Linked DNA regions of Sus scrofa: all the other regions are linked to region 2. Evidence: chromatin contacts called from public Hi-C data. All regions are on one chromosome and are shown on one strand. Each heading gives the region's core, a stretch centred on a gene start, on an enhancer-like site or on the middle of the called end of the contact. The rest is flanking DNA. Distances are from core to core; before and after follow the strand shown.

What was found. A called contact is a pair of places that touch in the nucleus more often than the background predicts.
Region 1: a contact with region 2 is called in a Hi-C map of embryonic fibroblasts, with 2.1 times the contacts expected there. The contact joins the promoter of DHX33 here to the promoter of TXNDC17 in region 2. A contact is called at or near these places in 1 of 5 promoter capture datasets (liver) and 1 of 47 Hi-C or Micro-C datasets (embryonic fibroblasts).
Region 3: a Hi-C map of liver shows a contact between it and region 2, with 4 times the contacts expected there. The contact joins the promoter of NCBP3 here to the promoter of TXNDC17 in region 2. A contact is called at or near these places in 2 of 47 Hi-C or Micro-C datasets (liver and skeletal muscle).

Annotation. Positions count from the first base shown.
Region 1 is chr12:51,524,947-51,529,119 of Sscrofa11.1, forward strand. It overlaps DHX33 (putative ATP-dependent RNA helicase DHX33), which reads left to right and starts at 2,125. Exons shown (of 13, transcript XM_021067729.1): 1 at 2,125-2,556. The coding sequence starts at 2,280.
Region 2 is chr12:50,734,545-50,738,592 of Sscrofa11.1, forward strand. TXNDC17 (thioredoxin domain-containing protein 17) reads right to left here and starts at 2,765. Exons shown (of 4, transcript XM_003131877.4): 1 at 2,305-2,765; 2 at 1,662-1,743; 3 at 1,188-1,263; 4 at 125-306. The coding sequence starts at 2,449. The coding sequence ends at 238. KIAA0753 (protein moonraker) reads left to right here and starts at 2,614. Exons shown (of 19, transcript XM_003131876.4): 1 at 2,614-2,896.
Region 3 is chr12:49,916,854-49,920,447 of Sscrofa11.1, forward strand. NCBP3 (nuclear cap-binding protein subunit 3) reads right to left here and starts at 1,906. Exons shown (of 13, transcript XM_003131866.6): 1 at 1,674-1,906. The coding sequence starts at 1,856.

The DNA of each region.
Region 1 (4,173 bases), core at 875-3,374, 790 kb after region 2:
GCCAACCATGACCACCAGCTAGTACGGTCATGGTAAGAACAGATAGTTAAGTCCTCAGACCATTGCAGAGCAGGTAAGAATGAGGTGTGTCTGACAGCTCACCTTTTGGAATAAGAGCCCAGATACTCCTTGTACAGCTATTGACTTATGACCATCTGCATGTGAAAGCCCCTTAACCACAAGAGATTTTTTTGGAGGGAACAGAGGCTGTCGGATCAAGAATATAAGCAAATGGGGGGAGGGGGTGATATCTTTTAACACGGATGCCAATATAGGATTTTGTTTTTCAACTCGTTCTTCCACTTAGTTTTGAGGCTGCAGGATCGCTGGGTCATTAGGCCAGCGATTACAAATGAATTACCTATACATGTGGTTTATTTTGCCTGCACCATGTTTTTGTTTTTTTAAATTAGAGTGAGCCAATATTTAAAACAGATTTCACATGAAAATCTTCATTTGGGGTTTTTCTGTAACAAAAAACCTGGAGACCTGGCAATATCAGGCCTGAGTAGCAGCTGTTGCCTAGAGATGACTCATGGCTGTTTCTAGAGACAGGACCTGTACTCTATCAAGACTATTTAATGAATTTATATTACCTACTTGGTACTCTCATAATCACTGGAAGCATATGTCTCTTCCATCAAGTTACTCTAAAAGCACCCTGAGAAAAAAAAAGACTGAGTCTGTCTTTTATAAACTCAAGGTCTATAACTTGAGAGTTAACATTTTAGACATTGAAATGGTCTGAATGTTTGTGCCTCCCTCCCCGCAAGTTCATGCTGAAATCCGAATGCCTGATGGGAGGGTATTAGGAAGTGAGGCCTTTGGGAGGTCCTTGAGTCATGAGCTGGAACCCTCGTGAATGGGATTACTGCCTTATAAAAAACCTCCAGAGAGAGTCCTAGCCCCTTTCATCACGTGAAGACACAACAAGAAGTAGCAGCAATGAACCAGGAAGAGGGCCCTCACCAGAAGTCAACCATGCTGGCACCTTCAGAACTATAAGCAATCCACTTTTGATAAGCCACCCAGTATGTGGTATGCTGCAATAGCAGCCTGAAAAGACAAACCGATAGTGTCCTTTTTAATTTCGAATTGACTTTCTAAATTAATATTTAGGGGAAGTAAGTGGAATTTTGTCAACTTATTCTTAAATATGTATCTGCTAGTTCAACACATACATTTCCAGTAACCCCTGATCACTAGAGGAAAATAACCTCTGATCTGGAAGAGAGAGGGAGGATTTTTAACAGTTTCACAAATAGGGCAAGCCTCGTGGAAATAAACTGCAGAAGTTGGTGTCCTTCACATGGGTTGAAGCTTTCGATGAATTATCTGGAAATCCCTTTTCCTGTATGTAGAGCAAACAGCTGCTTGCCAGTCTTTCCACTGGCAAATCATCAAATCCTCTAAGAAATTTGAAAGAGGAACTAATTATATCCTGTTTTCCCAACTGGGGTTCTGAATCTTTTCACTGATTTCTGTGTCTGTGATGGGACTGGGAGCCCTGTAAAGGACTTGAGAGTCTGGCAGCAATAGTTGGGGAAAGAAAGAGTAAAGGAAAATGTTTAGTTTCGTCAGACTCCCCTTTTCCCTGCTTGTATTACAGGAACAGACCACTTCCATTGGAATAGTCACTTTCTAAGGAGAATGTATGATTGTCATAGAATATGTCATATTTCTTTTTTTCTTCTGTAACACGAGATGACCACCAATGTCTCTTTCAAAATTCAGATTTTGTGACACCTGAATGACTGATCTTGGAGACTCAGTTTCTTCATCTGTAAACTGGGGAGAGCAACTGTTGGGAAGATTAATGCAAATGTTTGTGTGTTCCTCACTAATTTTACCAAATTAAATATGTTCCTTGAAGAGCCAGTACTATCGTGGCAGAGAGAGGGAAACGTGCATTTACTGGGGGGAAAAATAGTGTTAGCAGGACACTAAAACAGTGAAGAAAACCGTGGTGGCTATCCAAAGTTAAGGTCTCTCGGAACCACATATCTTATCTTTCTTCGTTGTCGCTCCGGGCCTTTTTCCCCGGTCGTACCCCGGGCCTGCTCTGCCCTCTCTCAGGAAGTGAAAGCCTGGCTCCCCTGCCAGTGCATGCTGGGACTTGGAGTCTCCTTACTAAAGACTCCGGGTGGCGGCGCTGAGATCAGCTGGGTGGCTGGAACCGCCAGCACGTGGCGGGAAGGGGCGGCGCGCGCTAGCTGTCTGCTCCCGGGAGCGGCAGGGGCTGCCCGCCCTCGCGTCTCCCGTCCGGGTGCCCTCCCGACATGCCCGAGGAGGCGGATTGCCCCCCGGCCAAGAGATTCCGGCCGGGCGCTGGGCCTCCGAGCCGCGCCCGGCCCTGCCCTCCCGGGCGGCGAGTAGTGATGCTGCTGAATGCGGGCGGCAGCGGAGGAGGCAGGAGGCAGCAGCCGGCCCTGGCCCACCCCTCGACCAGCCCCTACCCTGAGGCCGTGGAGCAGCAGCGCCGGAGTCTGCCCATCTTCCAGGCGCGGGGGCAGCTGTTGGCCCAGCTCCGAAACCTGGACAGCGCTATCCTCATCGGTGAGTGACCGCGCCGGCGGGTCCTTCCTCGTTACCTGTTCCGGCTTCTCGAAAACAGCTTTTCTTAGATGCCTATCGCCGTCTTTCATTAGTTTCTACAACAAACTTGACGGCCTTTTCTGTGCGGGGGCCAGGCGAGGGCCTCGGAGGAGAGTCGGACAGCCCCTCTCTGGAGGCTCTCACAGCCAGGGCAAGTGACCCACCCGTTAGGCAAAGACTCACCTTCCCTGTGAAAGGGTACAGGGGCGCAGCGGACACTTCGAGAGCTGAGAGGAGTGGATTACTCAGGGAGGGATGGCTGGGGAGGTGGTCCCCAGAAGGCGATGGACACAGGGGAGAGGGCCTGCAGCATGAGAGACTTAAGTGGAGGTGAGAAAGGGCCCTATCTAACGCAAGCAGTTGTTTCTGGTGCACAAAGTAAGAGGCAGAGTTGAGGGCAGGGGACTTCGTAAGGAGCTTCGATCCCAACATTTAAGTAAGAGGAGCTCCTGAAAGACCGAGAGGATGAGTTTTCGAAGAGGGGAAGGAGACCCAGGAGAGGTGATAGTCTAAGGATGGAGTTGTAAGAAGGGAGGAAACAGACGCACCAATGAGGTCCAGTAAATACGGAACCAGAAAGATGCCTGCTGGATTGGATGCAACGTATGGTTCAGGGGTCCATTTGAGCTCTATTTCAGCAGAGCTGTCAGGGTGGGAGCTGATTTCTTACTGGGCTGAGGAGTAAGTAAGGGGTGAGGATCTGAAGATAGTGGGAGCCGACATCTGTTTGGAGAAAAAAGAGGGGGACCTAGAGGAGCTTGCAAGTATTCACAGGTTGAGGGGAAGAACTCAGTAGAGACGGAGGCCAAGGATGGAAGGTGGGCACTATTAGAGCAGGGGGTGGGGGCAGGAAGAGGAGCACTTGGCCACAAGGCCGGGTGCAGAGCTGGCCTGGACTAGGAGGAGGGATGCCCAAGAGGATGAGGGAGCTGAAGAAGGGAGGTCAGAATGGGGGTGGCTGCAGAAAGGCTTGGGGGAGGTGGAAGGAGATCGCATTTGAGGGCTTAACTTTTTCTGTGAAATAGGCGAGGGGGATGTGTTGAGAATGGGAGTCATAGGGGCCTTGGGGAGGATGGGGACAGAAAAAGGGCTGCAAAAACAAGCAAAAAGATTGACAGCAGTGCTGGTGCCCAGGTGCCTTTGGGTCCCTGCAAACTCGGGTCGTTGTCGGCAGTGTTGGGTTATTTTACTGTAGCCATGCTCGGTTTCTTGCGGTAGGAAGAGAAAAGATGGGCAAGGAGACGTTGATCCAAGTTTGGGTTTTTCCTGGTGGACTCAGGAGGAGGAGTGCATAAAAATCTGTTGGTCCAAAGATTCTTGTTCTGGTCAGGAAGCTTGAGCAATCAGAGGGGAAGAAAGATGGGCCCGTAGGGCTCTCAGGGCAGAGACAGGGCAGTGGGAGCTGTTGGCAAGGAACACAGGTTCACCAAGTTCTTCACCCTGAATGGGCGCTGGGAGGGTAGGAAATAAAGCTGCCCTTAAGGGCCTTCTTTGCCCTCCAGGGGCTTTTATTTTCTTTTTAGGGCTGCACCTGTGGCATATGGAAGTTCCCAGGCTAGGGGTCAAGCTGGAGCTGCA
Region 2 (4,048 bases), core at 1,515-4,014:
TTGGGCTACTACTGCTACTCCTGAAGACTTAGTTTATCCTTAGTTCAAACATATCCATATATTAAAGCAGACTAAGGGTTCATGAGCATTTTAATTGTACTCTCTATTATTTAGACATACACAGTTTTTCTTTTAATCATCATTTATTTATTGCTAACATGAATTCAAAGCAAGTGTGCAGTTTCTTTTATACTAGAGCAAATCAGGAAATCAAGACACAATTGCCATCATCAAATCTTACTCTTCAGAGAACAACATCTCCACGAGGTTGGTCTGAAGACACTCAGATTCTACCAGTTTTTGAGGCTGTAAAAGAAGAACAGTCTTATTTTAACCCATCACTACAAAAATGTTATTAGGAGGGGAATGAGTTCTGCCTTGAATGACACAGATCTTGGAACAGAAATTATCAACTAGTTGTAACACATTTTATGAAATAGTTAAGGTATTTGCTTTAAGGTAAATCATTAAAATTCTTGGCTCCCTGGACTAAAACAGGAGACAGCAAGCCCAGTGTCCCCCCTTTCCCTTAATTCTTCAATTCAGAATTCCAGGGTCATGACTTAACTAGAGGTGCCCTTTCATCAAGAATTATGGATTAAAGAGAAAGCAACATTGATGGCACTCTTTTAAGGGATTATATGTTAACCAACTTTGTTCAGCAGTGCCTACCGAATTTAAAAATAAGAATGGCTTGGGAGTTCCCTTCGTGGCTCAGCGGTTAACAAACCTGACTAGGATCCATGAGGATGTAGGTTCGATCCCTGGCCTCATTCAGTTGGTTAAGGATCTGGCATTGCTGTGAGCTGTGGTGTAGAAATCCAATGTGACTTGGATCTGGCATGGCTGTGGCTGGCAGCTGTAGCTCCGTTTCGATCCCCAGCCTGGGAGCTTCCCATATGCCACAGGTGCAGCACTAAAATGCAAAAACAAAAACAAAACCCCAGCCAAACAAACAAAAAAGAATGGCTTTTAAGAAAGCACTGAAAGAGCTAATATTTGCATTATTAATAATTTATTGGGACTGGCCATAGGGATAGACAGCTTTTGTGCTATGAATCCATGCTAAAGAGCAATATGATATTTGGGATGAAATGTCAAGGTCTTTTCAAATTTGAATCCAGAACAAGTTAAAAGAGTTGATAGGGTGAATTGTATCCCCAGCACAGTTAAAGAAAGATACTCACTGTTCCATATTTAAGTAGTGTAGGCACTGCGGTTAATTTCAACTTTTTCCTGAAGTCATTATTTGGATCTTTCCAACTATTTCAAAAAAAGAAAAGTGATCATGAAAAATTTACTTGGTTTCTTACAGTCTGCTAAATATTTGATGTATTCTTACATTTAGTCTTCTAGTAATCATTGTTTTTGTTGTGAACATTTTAAAGACCTTGACTCTATGATTTACTCCCCTGTGCAAAGTTTTCACGTGAGTATATACTAAAATATAAATGTAAAGACAATTAAGTTCCAAAGGAACATCACGGCAAATTCATTGAATTACCCCTACCTAATACAACTGGATGATCACTCAGATTTTTAATTTGTATTTTATATATTCTGATTGCTTGACTTATCCGACTATACCTTAGAACTCAGAGTCTGAGTCCCAAAGCCGTTCCTACCTAGGTCTGGGAAATAGAGTACATGTGGCCACTTACTAAAGTCTTTCTCCTACTTGGCAGTAGATGAACACACATCCTTCAACAGTATGCTTCAGCCCCTCTCGTACAACTGGTTCAGCTTTAAAAGAAAAAAAAAAGTTGGTAAAAATTAAAATAATTACACACCAACAGTACAATCAGCACTGATAAACAGTGCCCCTCTCGCCTCTCCCCTCAGGCTTGGTAAGTACTCAGACTTTAACCTGCAGTTAACTGAGGAGGTTAACAGAAGTCAGGTGCTGTTTTCTGATTTGAGAGCCACTTTAAAAGAGCAAGGACCAACTCTTAAGTCCTGATTTGTCCCCACACCACGGAGCCCAGAAAAACGAAAGACATATTTGTTGACATCCAAAAGAAACCACCTCGTGTCTCCTGTAAGACACTAATCAAGGAAGTTAAAAGTTCCAAAGGACTAGATTCTAAGATTACCTGAGTGGAATGGTAGAAGAGCACTCTTGGCGGGGTGGGAAAGGACTTAATAGGAGAGTCGGGTACAGGGTTGGAAAAGACAAAAGACAGCTCAGATCGCTCTGCGGGACTCGGGAGCAAGACTCCCTCCGCTTCTCCACCCTGCTCAATGGCCACAGCCTCAGCTTTCCTGCCAGGTCCTCTAGGCAGGAGACCCGAATCCCGGCCTCACCCTGCACGCAGTCGGGGCACCAGCTTTTCCCTTCGGCGTCCTTAGAACCGGAAAAGTAGGCGAAAATGGTCTTGCCATTGTGCTGCTTCACAGCCTGTATGAACTCTTCGTAGCCGGACACGCTCACCTCCTCGTAGCGGGCCATCGGGAAAGCGGGCCTGGGACCGCGGGAGGTGTCTTGGGCCGCACGCCGCAGCTGGGACCGATCCCCTGCGGGGCGGAGCGAAGCTGTTTCCGGGTGGGCGGGGACTTGAGGGAGCCAGCCAGGCTCTGAGGTGCTACGGGTGCCTCCGATGGCCCTAACTCGTCACCATCTTTCTGCTCTCACGTCTCAGGTCTTTCCGTGCTGGCTGCGCCCACAGCCCCCGGATTCTGCCCCAGTATGGTCCCAGTCCCGGCCCTAGCCCCATGTGCGGTGGCTGCAAAACCTGCCGCCGCGCTGCCCCTGGACCCTTAGGTGGCTCCGGAGCCTTAACGGCTCCCAAGCCACCCTGCGCCTGTTGCCATGGCGACTGGGCGAGCGGCCGGAAGCTAGGCCTAATAGCGGCCCCCCCTGCCCGCTTCCCGGTAGCCGCGCCGAGCCCCAGGCCAGGTGGGCTCGGGCCAGAGCTGGGGGGATTCTGGGAAGCTGCGTTAGGAGTCAGAGACGTAGGGAAGAGGAGACCTGGGCCCGGGGCAGATCCTGCCGCTCGTCGGCTCTAATTTTCGTTTCTTCTACTGAGGCTTTAGTCGGGCGTCCGGGACAGGGCGGGGGCAGGGGGCTGTGAGGGAGGAAGGCTGCGAGGGTTAGAGCTGAGTGTGAGTGCGTGTGGGGAGCCGCCTTGGGAGCTGGTGCCAAGACAGGAAGTGCCCCAGAGCTGCCTTGGGAAGGCGTGAGTCGTCCTGGAGCTATGAGCGGGATGGCTGGCCAGGGGGCCCTGCGGGGGCTGCGCGGGGGCGAGCCAGCCGCAGAAACGCCGGGCCGCTGCGTGGGGCCCAGCAGGTCTGGGCGTGGAGTCCGGAGGCCGTGGGGGAAGAGATGGGGTTCAAGGACCACTGGAGGCCGTGGAGCGAAGCGCTGGGCGAGGTCCTCCGTGCGGCAAACGCGCTGTGTGAGTGCAGAAAGGCTGCAGGACTGCCGGGGACAGTGGGGGAGAAGACAAGCAGCGGGGACAGCCCAGGCCGCCGGGGCGAACGAGGTTGCGGGGACACCTGGCACTGCAGGCTCTATGGAGGCTGCAAGGGACCCTGGGACTGTATGGGTGAACGGGGCTGTAGGGATACCCCAGGTGGTGGGGCCTGTCGGCTCTGTGTGGGTGACTGGCAGTGGGGAGGAGGAAGAGTCGGTTTATAGGAGCCCTCGGGGCTGTGAGAGAAAAGGTCGCCCGGGATCTATGGGGCACGAGAGCATTCTGGAGCTATGGTTGAAGGTGCAGGCCATGAGGGCAGCTTCGGGATGTGGGGAAGGAAGCAGAGTCGAACTCCATCCTGTGCCTGCAGGAGAGGGGTTGCTTGAAAGGGGGATTCCTGGCCGGGCTTCCTGGGTGGAAACCAGCCGTGGTGGTCTCACAGGACCCTGGGTGAAAGGGCAGGGTAGGGCAGCCCCCGGGGACTCAGGAATAGCTATAGCTCTGGGCCTGGGGGCAGGCTGTGAGAGGGCTGCAGTCGTGTGTGGGCAGGGCCAGCCTGTGAGGATACCCTCTGTGGCTTTGCCTGGCGCTATGGAGGCCAGTTCTGGGATTGCCCCAAACCTGCCAGGGAGGGG
Region 3 (3,594 bases), core at 656-3,155, 820 kb before region 2:
AGCAATTCCCTCTACTGAAGGCATCCATGTAGATGAAAATCTGAAGGCTTTCATGAAAAATACCCAAGATGAAGCAGTCTCTCATTACCCCAACCCAGACTGGACAAATTCACCATGTCAGGCCACCAGATGGAGCACACGGCTCCACCAAAATGCAGAAAGTCCAGACTCACCTGGACCTCCTGGGGGGAAAGAGAACAGTGCAAAGAAAACAGGATGGGATTTGGAAGCCTGGGGACTCAAACCACAGCGCTGATGTTCACTGATCACAGGACACTGAACAATTCCTTTGGCTTCTCTGGACCTAAGTTTCCTCTGTTGGTATCCGCCTACCTTTCTGACCTCTTTTACTGCTCTCCCACTAGAGCTACAGAACTTTGCGTTTCTCCAACAAAACAACCTTGTTCCCATCTCAGAGCCTTTGTGCTTCCTGCTGCCCCTTCTGGGAACACTCTCTTCCAAGCCTGCACATGACTGGCTCCTTTCTGTCACGTAGGGTTCAGCTTATTCGTCGCTATGCCAGAGGACTTTCCTGACTATCCTATGCCATTCTGCTTCCTGCTTCTGCCCTCTGCACTCTCCTATCCCATTAAAATGTTTTATTCTCTCCACAGCACTCACCAATATTGGTAATTACGAGTTTAGTTGTGTCCCCCAACTGGAGTGTCAATTCCAGGAGGGAGTTTGATCTTGATCTTGATCAAGCGCCTAGGACTATGCCTGGCACAAAGTGGAGGATGCAATAAGTACAGGTTGAACTGAATGAACAAGGGGATAACGTCTACTTCGCAGTCACAGTGATATTTAAACGATACAATGCAGTAAATGGTAAAATGCCACTATGTTAATTGTGGTTGCCGGAGTCAGCATTATCATTTGCTATCTTTAGTGCTCCTACCTCTACCTTTTCCCATAATCTCAGTTAAAAGCAAGACTTGAAAACATAAACAGTCCATGTCTGGTGAGAAATTAAGTACATGAGAAGAGCTCTGCAGGCCTGAGACCGACCCTAAGAACCAGACATAGGACTCTCAAACCACAACAAGCAAAACACCTCTCACATTCCCCATTGCGATAAAAGACGGACCACTGCTGGTTTACGATGTTTTGGTTTAATTAAGGGTCAGATGCGGTGGAGCAAGATGACCCTCAAATCACAATAGGGACACTGAGTTTCTGCAGCTGACAAGTTCAGCCCTCCAAGGAAAACCGCGAGTGCTGTGTTTAACAGACATCAGCTCCACCGGTGCAGGACCCACAGGGAGGCGGGATGCCGGCGCCTCCCCCCGCCCGACAGTTCCTTCTGGGCCGCTCCGGGTTCTGTTCCCGCCCGAGGCTGCCCCTTTATCTCAAGCCGCCAAACAATCCTAACCCCTCCTCGCCCACCCTCTTGCAAAGACTGGCTCAGAGTGGCAGCAAAGAGGGTGTCCTCAACTACCCCCCAGCTCAACCCCACCTCCTCCAGCCCCCTCAATACCCATTTCCGGGCGCTCAGGCGTCCTTTCTTTTGCTCCCGGTCCCAGCCCCCGTCCCCCAAGGGCTCGTCCCCCTCTCCCATTCCTCTGAATGCCCCCGTCCCTGGCCCCAGCCCCCGCCGCCTCCCTTTCCGGCCTGCTCCGGCGCGGGACACTCGCTCGGCGACCTCCTCCTCGCCCCCGCCCCCCCGCCCATACCGGGATCAGTTCCTTCAGCGAGCGCCGCACCGGCACGATCTCCAGCTCGCCCTCCTCCACCTCCATGGGCTCCGGCTCGCCGCGGTCCAAACCGGACTCCGCTTCAGGCGACAGGGGCCCCAAGGCCGGTCCCGCCGGGGCCTCTGCCTTCACCGACACTCGCAGGCCCCGAACGGCCGCCATCGCCGCCCGCCGGCCGCACCACTGAGCGCCCTCCCCGCACACCACCGGCTAGAGCGCCGCTGCCACTAGCCACAGAGCAACGGCCTCCGCTACCTAGAGCGTCGCCTGCTGCAGCTAAAGGGCCCTGTTTAGCCACGACGCCCCCTAGTGGCGGGAGGTACCTGAGGGCCAGCTGAAGCGGGATCTGGTGGAAAAGAGGGCGGGACCGAGTGGGAACAAGGGCAGGGCCTACTGGAGGGGGCGGGGCCTGGAGCCTTTCGCTGCAGTCTGGCCTTAGAAAATAGCTACACACCTTGGGCAGTATACCTGTAATAATTGCACCAAGCAATCATTACCTGCCAATGACTGTTCCAAGCGCCCGAATCCTTACACATACCCTTTGAAGTATTACTACTACAAACGGAGGCATTTAAATTTAACCAAGATTGATGTTCCCACTGTGCCTCAGTGGGTTAAAGGATCGGGCCTTGCCACAGCTGCGGCATAGGTCACAGCTGAGGCTGGGAATGAATCCCTGGCCCCGGAACTTCCATATGCTGTGGGTGCAGCCATAAAATTAGAGTTCCCATCGTGGCTCAGTGATTAACACACCTGACTAGTATCCATGAGGACTAGGGTTCAGTCCCTGGCCCTGCTCAGTGGGTTAAGGATCCAGTGTTGCTTTAAGCTGTGGTGTAGGTGACAGAAGCGGTTTGGATCCCGCGTTGCTGTGGCTGAGGTGTAGGCTGGCAGCTGCAGCTCTGATTCAACCCCTAGCCTGGGAACCTCCATATGTGTCAGGTGCAGCGCTGAAAAGACAAAACACACACATACACAAAAGAAAGAAAGAAAGAGGAGTTCCCGTCGTGGCGCAGTAGTTAACGAATTCCACTAGGAACCATGAGGTTGCGGGTTCAGTCCCTGGCCTTGCTCAGTGGGTTAGGGATCTGGCGTTGCCGTGAGCTGTGGTGTAGGTTGCAGACGCGGCTCAGATCCTACGTTGCTGTGGCTCTGGCATAGGCCGGTGGCTACAGCTCTGATTGGATCCCCAGCCTGGGAACCTCCACATGCCATGGGAGCAGCCCTAGAAAAGGCAAGAAGACAAAAAAAAAAAAAAAAGAAAGAAAGAAAGAGAAAGGCAGGAAGGAAGAGGGGTGAAGAAAGAAAAAGGAGAGAGAGAAGAGAGAGGCAAGAGAGGGAGGGAAAGAGGGAGAGAGAGAGGAATGAAGGAAGAAAATAAAAATTTACTCAAGGTGACAGGGTATTTAAGGGATAAACTTGGATGTGAGTCTAAACAGTCTGCCTCCAGACCCCAGAGTCAGCCTTGGTCTATCACATTTGCGCAAGTCTGTAGGTATACAACGCATTTTCCTTGACATCTTTTATCTCTTCCAGGTCTTCCAATGATTGGCCCATTTTATACACCACAAAACTGAGACTCCAAGAGCTCTGAGCATGGAGGAACAAACAGTTAAAAACCAAGGAAGAGCATGACCAGCATCGGACACACCTGATGGAAGTCAGGTGCAGTTCTAAGTTGGGCACACACAAGCACGCCCAGACCCCCAGTTCATGTCTATTCTTGGAACATGGGCAGGTCAGTAGTGAAGTAAAGTGCCTACAATTAAAGAAAATGTTAAGTTTCCTGGTGGCCAAGCAGTTAAGGATCCAGCATTGTCACTGCTGTGGCTTGGATCACTGCTGTGTTATGGGGCTCAATGGGAAAATAAAGTGAAATGTGGGCTTTAATTAACAATAA